Regions from separate parts of the Mus musculus genome. Here region 1 is linked to region 2. The links are chromatin contacts, called in public Hi-C maps. All regions are on one chromosome and are shown on one strand. The core of a region is the stretch at or near the end of the contact, and the rest is flanking DNA. Distances in the headings are between cores, read along the strand shown.

Region 1 (3,860 bases), core at 1,206-3,705, 410 kb after region 2:
GTGACGCTCTCTCCCTCCTCTTTTTCTTCTTCTGGGTGTCTGTGTATGAAAGAGAAATGAAATTATGCTAACACGTGTTATCTTTTTCCTGGACAAGCACAGCCACTCTGTGCAGAAATGAACATGAGAAATAAAGGGGGGGGGTTGACGGGGAGGGGAGAAGATCAGGAAACATGATGGGGGAGGGGAGGGAGGAGTAGCCATGGGGTTGGGGAGACATAACTTGCTATAAAAATGACTGTGTCTCAGTCTGGAGACAACTCTGCAAGTGGAACCTTTGCCCTGTGAACCTGGTAAAGAGCCGATCGATAAAAAGACAAAACTCTTCTCATTGTGATCTTAGATCTTCCACCTCCTTCCACAAGAGAACGACCTCCAGGGTGTAAGACTGTGTTTGTTGGAGGATTACCAGAAAATGCAACGGAAGAAATTATTCAAGAAGTCTTTGAGCAGTGTGGAGATATCACAGCCATCCGAAAGAGCAAGAAGAATTTCTGTCACATTCGCTTTGCCGAGGAATTCATGGTTGACAAAGCCATTTACCTCTCTGGTACCTTGCTTTAGTAAAAGGGGGTTTGCTCTCTATCCTGTCTTCTGTCTTCTGATGTTACTGTGAGCTCCTTCCCTTTTGCCTTAATACACACACAATAAGTCCTGGTAGCGTGGGGGCTGGGGAAGGAGGCATTCACCTTTCAGCTTGGCTGCCACGGGGCTCTTTGTTAAGCCTGTGCCTCTCTCCACAGGCAGGTTTGCCTACCATCTAGTCTCAAGGAATTCCACAGAGTTTCTAATTAATGTTCTCAAGTGCGTATTAGATGAAAAGCAATATTTTGAGTACTGAGGACCATTATTATTATTGGATGTAATCCTCTGGGGGGGAGTAAAGTACTCTCTCAGAATAATTTCAGTTTCTTAAAAGTGCATTTCCAATCTTCACCCCGGGGTGTGGGGGGGTGTGGGGGGAAGCAAGATCCCCTTCTTGCAGGGAATGTGTTCCTGGGCCTGTGACAGGCCCTCTGTCCTCACACACAGCTGCCTGCTCTACCATCATTATCCGGAGGACCAGGCTTTAGGAGAAGTTTACACATGTGAAAAGGAAGCCTAGTGCTGCCTTCAGCTTTCTGGGTTTCTATAGGAAAAGTCTGACTAGGTGCACGGAAGCCTCAGTCAAACCAAAGGACACCGAGGCTAATGTTACCGTGGTACTTTGGAAGTATTTAGTTTTAGGTTACCCTCCCTGCCCTTTGCTGCTCCTCCAGCGACATTAGTGCCATCTGCCACCCTGCAGACTGCCTACCTAACTCAGAGCAAAGGTAACCCCCCCCCCCTGGGGTGGGAAAGAATCAAGTGAAACCTGGGCTCCACCCCCAGGTTTTCCTGATGTCTGCAGCCAGTCTCCATTGCCTTTCATTCTGTGTGAACCCCTGACAGGTTGAGGTTATCCCAGTACCTCAGAGACCTTGCCCAAGACGGGGATCCAGAGAATGTTAAATCCCTTACTGTACTTAAGCTCTCAACGAGAAACATAAAGTCTGGACATTCCACAGTGGAAATGAATAAAGATATTTTACCACACGCACAGTGGCACCCATCTCCTGGAGAGAGGAGGGCGTGGCTTTCCATCTCCCTAACCCAGATAAATTGTCATACTACTTCCACCTGTGGGTGGAATAGTCGGTTTACCAGCAGGACTCCTAGGTGAGGTCGATCACGTGTGTATGAAGCACACTGTGGGGATCTCTGAGTGTCAGACTGTTCTTAACAAAACAAACCCGGTCAGGATAAAGGACAGATGGTTCTTTCTGTCAGTGCCTGCCTGGAAATCTGGGTTCTTAGTCACTATAGTCAATCAAACTATTACTCAATGCTAAGACACTAACTTCACCCTGCGTGACTGAAGAATCGAGTAGGCGAATGTCCTTTAAAACACTAACACAAGCCAACTTTAAGACCAAACAGAAAACTTCGAAGACGCTAACAAAGATGAACAGTGCCAAATATATAGACATATGGAGGGAAATAGAGACTAGACAAACTCTGACGCTTCTTGGTAGCTCTTTTGAATCGGGAGGAAACACAGGCTCCACCCACTTCAAGCCTTTCACTGCCTCAGTGCAGAGAAGTCTCCAGCTTTGCTAGGGTGGTCTCTGCAGCTGAGACAGTCTGAAACCCAAGCTGTTGGGGGAAGGGACAGGAAGGAGAGAAGGTTACCACCACCACCACCCCTGTAATCTCCAGCAAGCCCAGCTGGAAAGCCTAATTTTAGGAGCACTTTCACATTTGAGGGCCAGGCTAAGTTTAGCCTCAGCCTCATCAGAGTCTTTTAATGCTGTAATGATGAAGCTCTGATGAAAGAGGACCAGAAAGGTTTTAGAGAGCCGGTTCTCTGGAATATGAGCAGAGAAAGTTGTTCCGACCAACTCAGACAGCTGGCCAGGACACAGCCTGCTGACGTCACTTTCCACAGCCCACCACCAAGTCAGCACTAATTCTGTTCACGTGTGGGCGGCTGTTTGCACCCAAGATGGGTACTGTTTTGTTTCCACCATCCTGTTGAAACCTGGAAGAGAGTTCAGTCTGATGAGATCTGTAGCAAGCACATTTGTAACTTTTTAAAAAGTGTAAAGTGCCCTGCTGGGGGAAAAGCCAGCTTCCATGGGGATTTGTGACTGGGCTTTAACTCAAATCCTACTGGGTAAGGATTGAAATGGTCCAGGACAAGGTGCAGGCAGCACAGCACAGCCTAGCTCTTCCCAAGTGCAGCTCATCTGCAAATCCCTTGCAAAGCAGAGGTGCTTATTTTTGCTCCCTTTCTCTAGCAGCCCCCCCTCCCAGATATGCTCCTGCTAAGACCTGAATTGATGTTGTGAAAATCTGAGTACTCCAAACTGAAGAATCAATCACCGTGCTGTGCTTTCAATTCTTCTAAATTTGAAGTTAGGCTGGCTGGCAGCATCCAGTCCTGTGTTGACCCCTCACGACCTCTCTCCCCCCTCATCCCCAATCACTATAAGATAGGTAGTGCTCAGTAAGTCCTCCCTTCCCCCTAAAGGTTCCCCCCTCCCCCCCTTTTCCTTTCTGGCCTAACTTTGGGCCCTTGCACAAGCCTATTGTGGCCTTCAAAGACTGCACAGATAATTTGTGTGGTCGTGCAGGCTGGATGAGGTACTGTGGGGCCTCTTGATTGAAGGTAACATATTCTCCCGCATGCCCCAGAGGATAAGTGGGAATAAAACAACATTGCAAAATTGCCTGGGTAATTGTGGCTTTGGTAGCGGCAGAGAAAAAAACCAGAGCGGCAGTGTTTGCTAGGGGAATGAGCAATAGGCTCCGAGTAAAGTTCTGAAATTTACTTTCCGGGCCCCTTCAAATATCATGGATGTTCTGTATTTACTCATACCCTGCCTCTTTGAAAAAGAATTTTTAAGAGTGCACATGCAATAGAGTTATAGAACATTGAAAACAAAAAGCAAGACAGACCCCCCCCCGACCCCCCCCCCAAGCCAAAGGGAGGAAGGCGTGGCCAGGATTTAGTGCTCGGTTAATGGTGCAACAGGAGCACTGTGAGGGTCCCTCTGGGAAAGTAACGTGGGGGGGGGGGGGAAGGGAGGTATATTTACCTCCACATCTGTGCTTAATGATTAAGTCTTTAAAAGGATACCTGCTTCCCATCCCCCAGAGACAAAAAGGTATCTTCTCTCCTGAGGCACAGTTGCTTAGCTTGTGGGAAATGTGTCCCCTGACTGGAGGTGACCTGGCTTTCCACTGCTTCTAGGTTACAGAATGCGATTAGGGTCGAGCACGGATAAAAAGGATTCCGGCCGCCTGCACGTGGATTTTGCTCAGGCCAGGGATGACTT
Region 2 (4,202 bases), core at 833-3,332:
GTAACATGTGTACGTTTACCTCTGAAGGACGTGCCACTGCTTCATCATAGACGTTTATAATGGAATGATATTTTGAGTGCCTAGCTAGTATCTTTGTTTTTTGTTTTTTTTTTCTTCTGGAACATTTAAGTTTATCGGGATTTTGGAGGCAAAGCTGTCCATTTATTTTGTCATGCAGACAGAATCAATAAATAGCCAGGTTATTTTTAAGTTTAATTTTCCCCTCACAAAATGCATGCCTTTATCAAATCAAATCAAATACTATAGAAGATGCGGGAAGAATAGACCATTCCTCAGAAACCCCAGAGACAGCCCATTGTTGACGCTTTAGAAAAGTGAGTGCCTCTGACTCTGCTGTGTGGAGGTGAGTGGGAGTGGGTGGGGTGTGGGGAGTGTATCCCCATAAAAACACTACATACAAATAACATTGTAAACAAATGGGATTTTGCTTTATATGTTAGTCTACAGTCTTCTGGGGTTTTCTTCCCTAATAAAATCTAGGCATTGTTTCATTTCAGATGTTGTGTATAACATTTATAATATTTATATTTTTAATGATTGAATACTGGATACTTTTTGTGCTGGCTAATTTTATGTCAACTTGACACAAGATAGAGTAACTGGAGAGGAGGGAACCGCAATTGAGAAAATATCACCATAAGATTGGGCTGTAGGTAAGCCTTAGGGTATTTTCATAATTAATGATTAATGGGGGATGGCCCAGCTCATTGTGTGTGGAACTATTCCTGAGCAGGTGCTCCTGGGTTCTGTAAGAATACAGGCTGGCTTGAGGAGCAAGCCAGTAAGTAGCACCCCTCCATAGCCTCTGCATCAGCTCTTGCTTCCAGGTTCCTACCCTGCTTGAGTTCCTGTCCTGACTTACTTTGATGATGAACAGTGATCAGAAGTGTAAGCCAAATAAACCCTATCCTTTCCAACCTGGTTTTGGCCATGGTGTTTCATTGCAGCAAAAGTAACTCTAACTAGGATGACTTTCATGGTAAGAAACAATTCTTGTGCCAAACTAGCCTAATAATGATAACCTATTGAAAAATTCCAAAGTGGATGCTCACAGTCAGCTATCGGATGGATCACAGGGCCCCCAATGGAGGAGCTAGAGAAAGTACCCAAGGAGCTAAAGGGGTCTGCAACCCTATAGGTGGAACAACATTATGAACTAACCAGTACCCCAGAGCTCTTGACTCTAGCTGCATATGTATCAAAAGATGGCCTAGTTGGCCATCACTGGAAAGAGAGGCCCATTGTACTTGCAAACTTTATATGCCCCAGTACAGGGGAATGCCAGGGCCAAAAAGTGGGAGTGGGTGGGTAGGGGAGTGTGGGGGGAGGGTATGGGGGACTTTTTGGGATAGCTTTGGAAATGTAAATGAGGAAAATACCTAATAAAAATATTTTAAAAAGAAAGAAAGAAAAATTCTACTGCGGTAATTTGAATTTTGAGTGTTCCTCAAAGGTCCATCATGTGTTGGAACATGGCTGCCTTCATTGCTGCTAAGCAGAGGAAGTGGGTGTGTGAGTTCTTTCTTCTAGTGTTGTGTTCCACGGTGCCCCTTTAACTTTCAAATTGACGCTACTAATCACATCCCGCTTTCTTGCATCCTAACTGATGGCAGAGAGAGGAATACAATATTGAGTTTTAAGCTAAAAATGCAGCAGTGGAAAGATCCACCTGAGAACTGCTATCGAAATGTTTGGTGTTGCCAAAGGCTCGAATGTCATCTACCATAGACAGGAGACAAGGAAGTCAGCTCAGCAGAGAAGGGAAGAGCCTCGCCTGCAGACATTGACTCTGAGTTGTGACTTTTTATAGGCAAGAATATGGAAAGAGGCCAAGGAATGCAAACAGACAAGATAAGGGGGATATGATAGATGCACAGGTGTTTCAAAACTATAAATATGCTAAAGAAATACTAATAATTGCCAAACGAGAAAGGTTTATCATGGGAGCACGCTCACCTCCGTGACAGAAAATTTGATTACAAGGTAGAGGATGGTAGAGTTTGAAAGGTGTTTGCACTTGTCTGCCGTTTTTAATTGGCTCAAGTATGTTAGGATGACGTGGATTTAGTGTATCAAACAACTCAATCAGAATGAGACAGAGAACAGCATGGTTTATGCATAAAGGGCAGCCTAGGAGAGGCAAATGCATATATGGAGGAAAAGAGAAGGATCCGGTGAAGAAGAAGAATGGCTTCAAGCAGTTTCACAACACACCCAGGCCCTCTGACATTTAGAACATGGAAGAGTTCTTTGCCAACATGGGCCGAGAGCTGTGCCCCAGCTCTCTTGGCCTCCCTCGCCTGCTCCTTCTCTAATCGCTGGATGCCAGGTGGAGCTGGAGGGCACTGACAGATTGAGTGGTCCTGGTGAGTCTCGGATTGCATCTGGCAGCAAGCGCATCGTTCTCCACAGGCGCCTGCTGGCCGCTACACACTGCCTGCGTCGTCGTGGTCTCTGCCAGTGGACAGCTGATTCTGAGCCACGGGGGAGAGCACAGAGCTTTGGCAAGTGCTGTGCGTGGCAGACCCTGCTCACTGTTAAGTGCTTTAGGGGGCTGCTGAGTGCATTCTTTCCCACTGACGCCCTAATGAACCCATTACAGAGTGTTTGCTTGTAGTGAGTGTTTCCTTGGTCCGCCTCTATTGAGAACAGACAGACTCCCTTGGCCAACTGCACTGATCCTAAGAAACTTTCCTTTAATGCATGCTTTGCACTTCCCCTCCAGAGCCTGAGACAGCTGCTGCCTACCCCTTTAGCCAGTTGCTGGGAATAGCCGTGGGCAAACGATGATGCTGTTGTCTTTAACAAAAGCCAGCAAAATAGATGCAGAATAAAGTTGAGCGTCCAGCGTGCTCCAGGGCACCGCTTCTGGTCCCAGTGATAAAGTGACATGGGGACACCACCAGAGCTTGTCACTGAGCATCATGTGCTTGAGTGAGCTTTGGTGTCCGACGGGTCCATCCTCCTCTTGTTATCAAAGATGCGGTTGCAAACCCCCAAAGCTCCAAGTTTGTGCCCACATCCCTTTATAGTCTCCAAATCTTAGCGTGAAATCTTTAGTACCCCAGGAAAGCCAAATTAATGGTGAGTCAGAGTAATTAAGGCAAAGTAAATAATCTCCAAGGTTCTCACTCCCCCGTGAAACTAATTTCAAATCGCATCCTTCATGTGTTAAAAATAGTTCTCTGCTAATTCAAGATGCCCATGCACTGTGCTGGTGAAGTGCACTTCAGCTCTATTGAAAGGTTGCAGATTTAGAGAGTTATTTTCAATTGGGCGCTTTTTTTTTCTCCCCAAGAGAGGTATTCATTTTGGCACCAGGAAAGCGTGAATCTCTATGGGTGAGCTGAGATGCTGCACACAGCTGACGGGCCAACGAGCCTACCAGGACATGTCGAGCCTACCAGGACATGTCACTGGAACAGCCTCATCTTCCTTTAAGTGAGAACTTAAGTTAATAAGAACATCCTTCTGTCCAGTGAGGAGGTTCATTCAACTTCTGCAGGGGTTTTGATTAGTCCCAGCTTGACCTTGTCTGTGTCTACTTATTTAGAACATAAGTATCCGTGGCCCCCCAGGGATGACTCTGTCAGTAAAGAACCTACTGAACAAGCATGAGATACTGAGTTTGGGTCCACAGAAGCCGTATTGAAGCTGGGCTTGGAAACACATGTTTGTAACCTCAGCACTGGATATAAGAATAAATATATTTATTAAATATATATTTATTTATATATTTATTAAATATATATATCCCTAGAGCCATTGACCAGTCAGCCCAGCCAAATCATTGAGCTCCAGGTTGCATGAGAAACCCTGCCTCAAAAAATAAGCTGGGCAGTGATGGCGGACACCTTTAATCCCAGCACTTGGGAGGCAGAGGCAGGTGGATTCCTGAGTTCGAGGCCATCTTGGTCTACAGAGTGAGTTCCAGGACAGCCAGGACTACACAGAGAAACCCTATGTCGAAAAGAACCGCACCCCCCCCCCCAAAAAAAAGGTGAGCGGCAATTGAGGAAGACGTTTGACATCCATCTCTGGCCTCCACATGCATATCACATGCACAAATACTCATATCCATATGGATATGTACACACACACACACACACACACATGCGCGCGTGCACACACCCCACAAAAACCAAATAAGTCTATTTTGCACCAGCGAGCAATGGGAACAT

The links. Hi-C and Micro-C count contacts between places; a contact is called where the count stands out from the background.
Region 1: a Hi-C map of cortical neurons shows a contact between it and region 2, with 1.8 times the contacts expected there. The contact joins two enhancer-like sites. A contact is called at or near these places in 2 of 484 Hi-C or Micro-C datasets (both in cortical neurons) and 3 of 115 datasets of contacts at active chromatin or transcription factors (embryonic basal ganglia, embryonic forebrain and forebrain).

What each region holds. Positions count from the first base shown.
Region 1 is chr14:77,578,621-77,582,480 of GRCm38.p6, forward strand. It overlaps Enox1 (ecto-NOX disulfide-thiol exchanger 1), which reads left to right. Exons shown (of 19, transcript NM_172813.3): 9 at 344-550; 10 at 3,776-3,860. Among named protein-coding and RNA genes, the nearest start is that of Gm52115, 16 kb to the right of the region's middle. Within about 2 kb of position 2,456, at least 61 of the 459 cell types and tissues checked have an H3K27ac peak or open chromatin away from gene starts, as enhancers often do. A contact at or near this core is called in cortical neurons, where this site is marked.
Region 2 is chr14:77,172,234-77,176,435 of GRCm38.p6, forward strand. The region is part of intron 1 of Enox1 (ecto-NOX disulfide-thiol exchanger 1); the gene reads left to right. Among named protein-coding and RNA genes, the nearest start is that of Enox1, 18 kb to the left of the region's middle. Within about 2 kb of position 2,083, at least 21 of the 459 cell types and tissues checked have an H3K27ac peak or open chromatin away from gene starts, as enhancers often do. A contact at or near this core is called in cortical neurons, where this site is marked.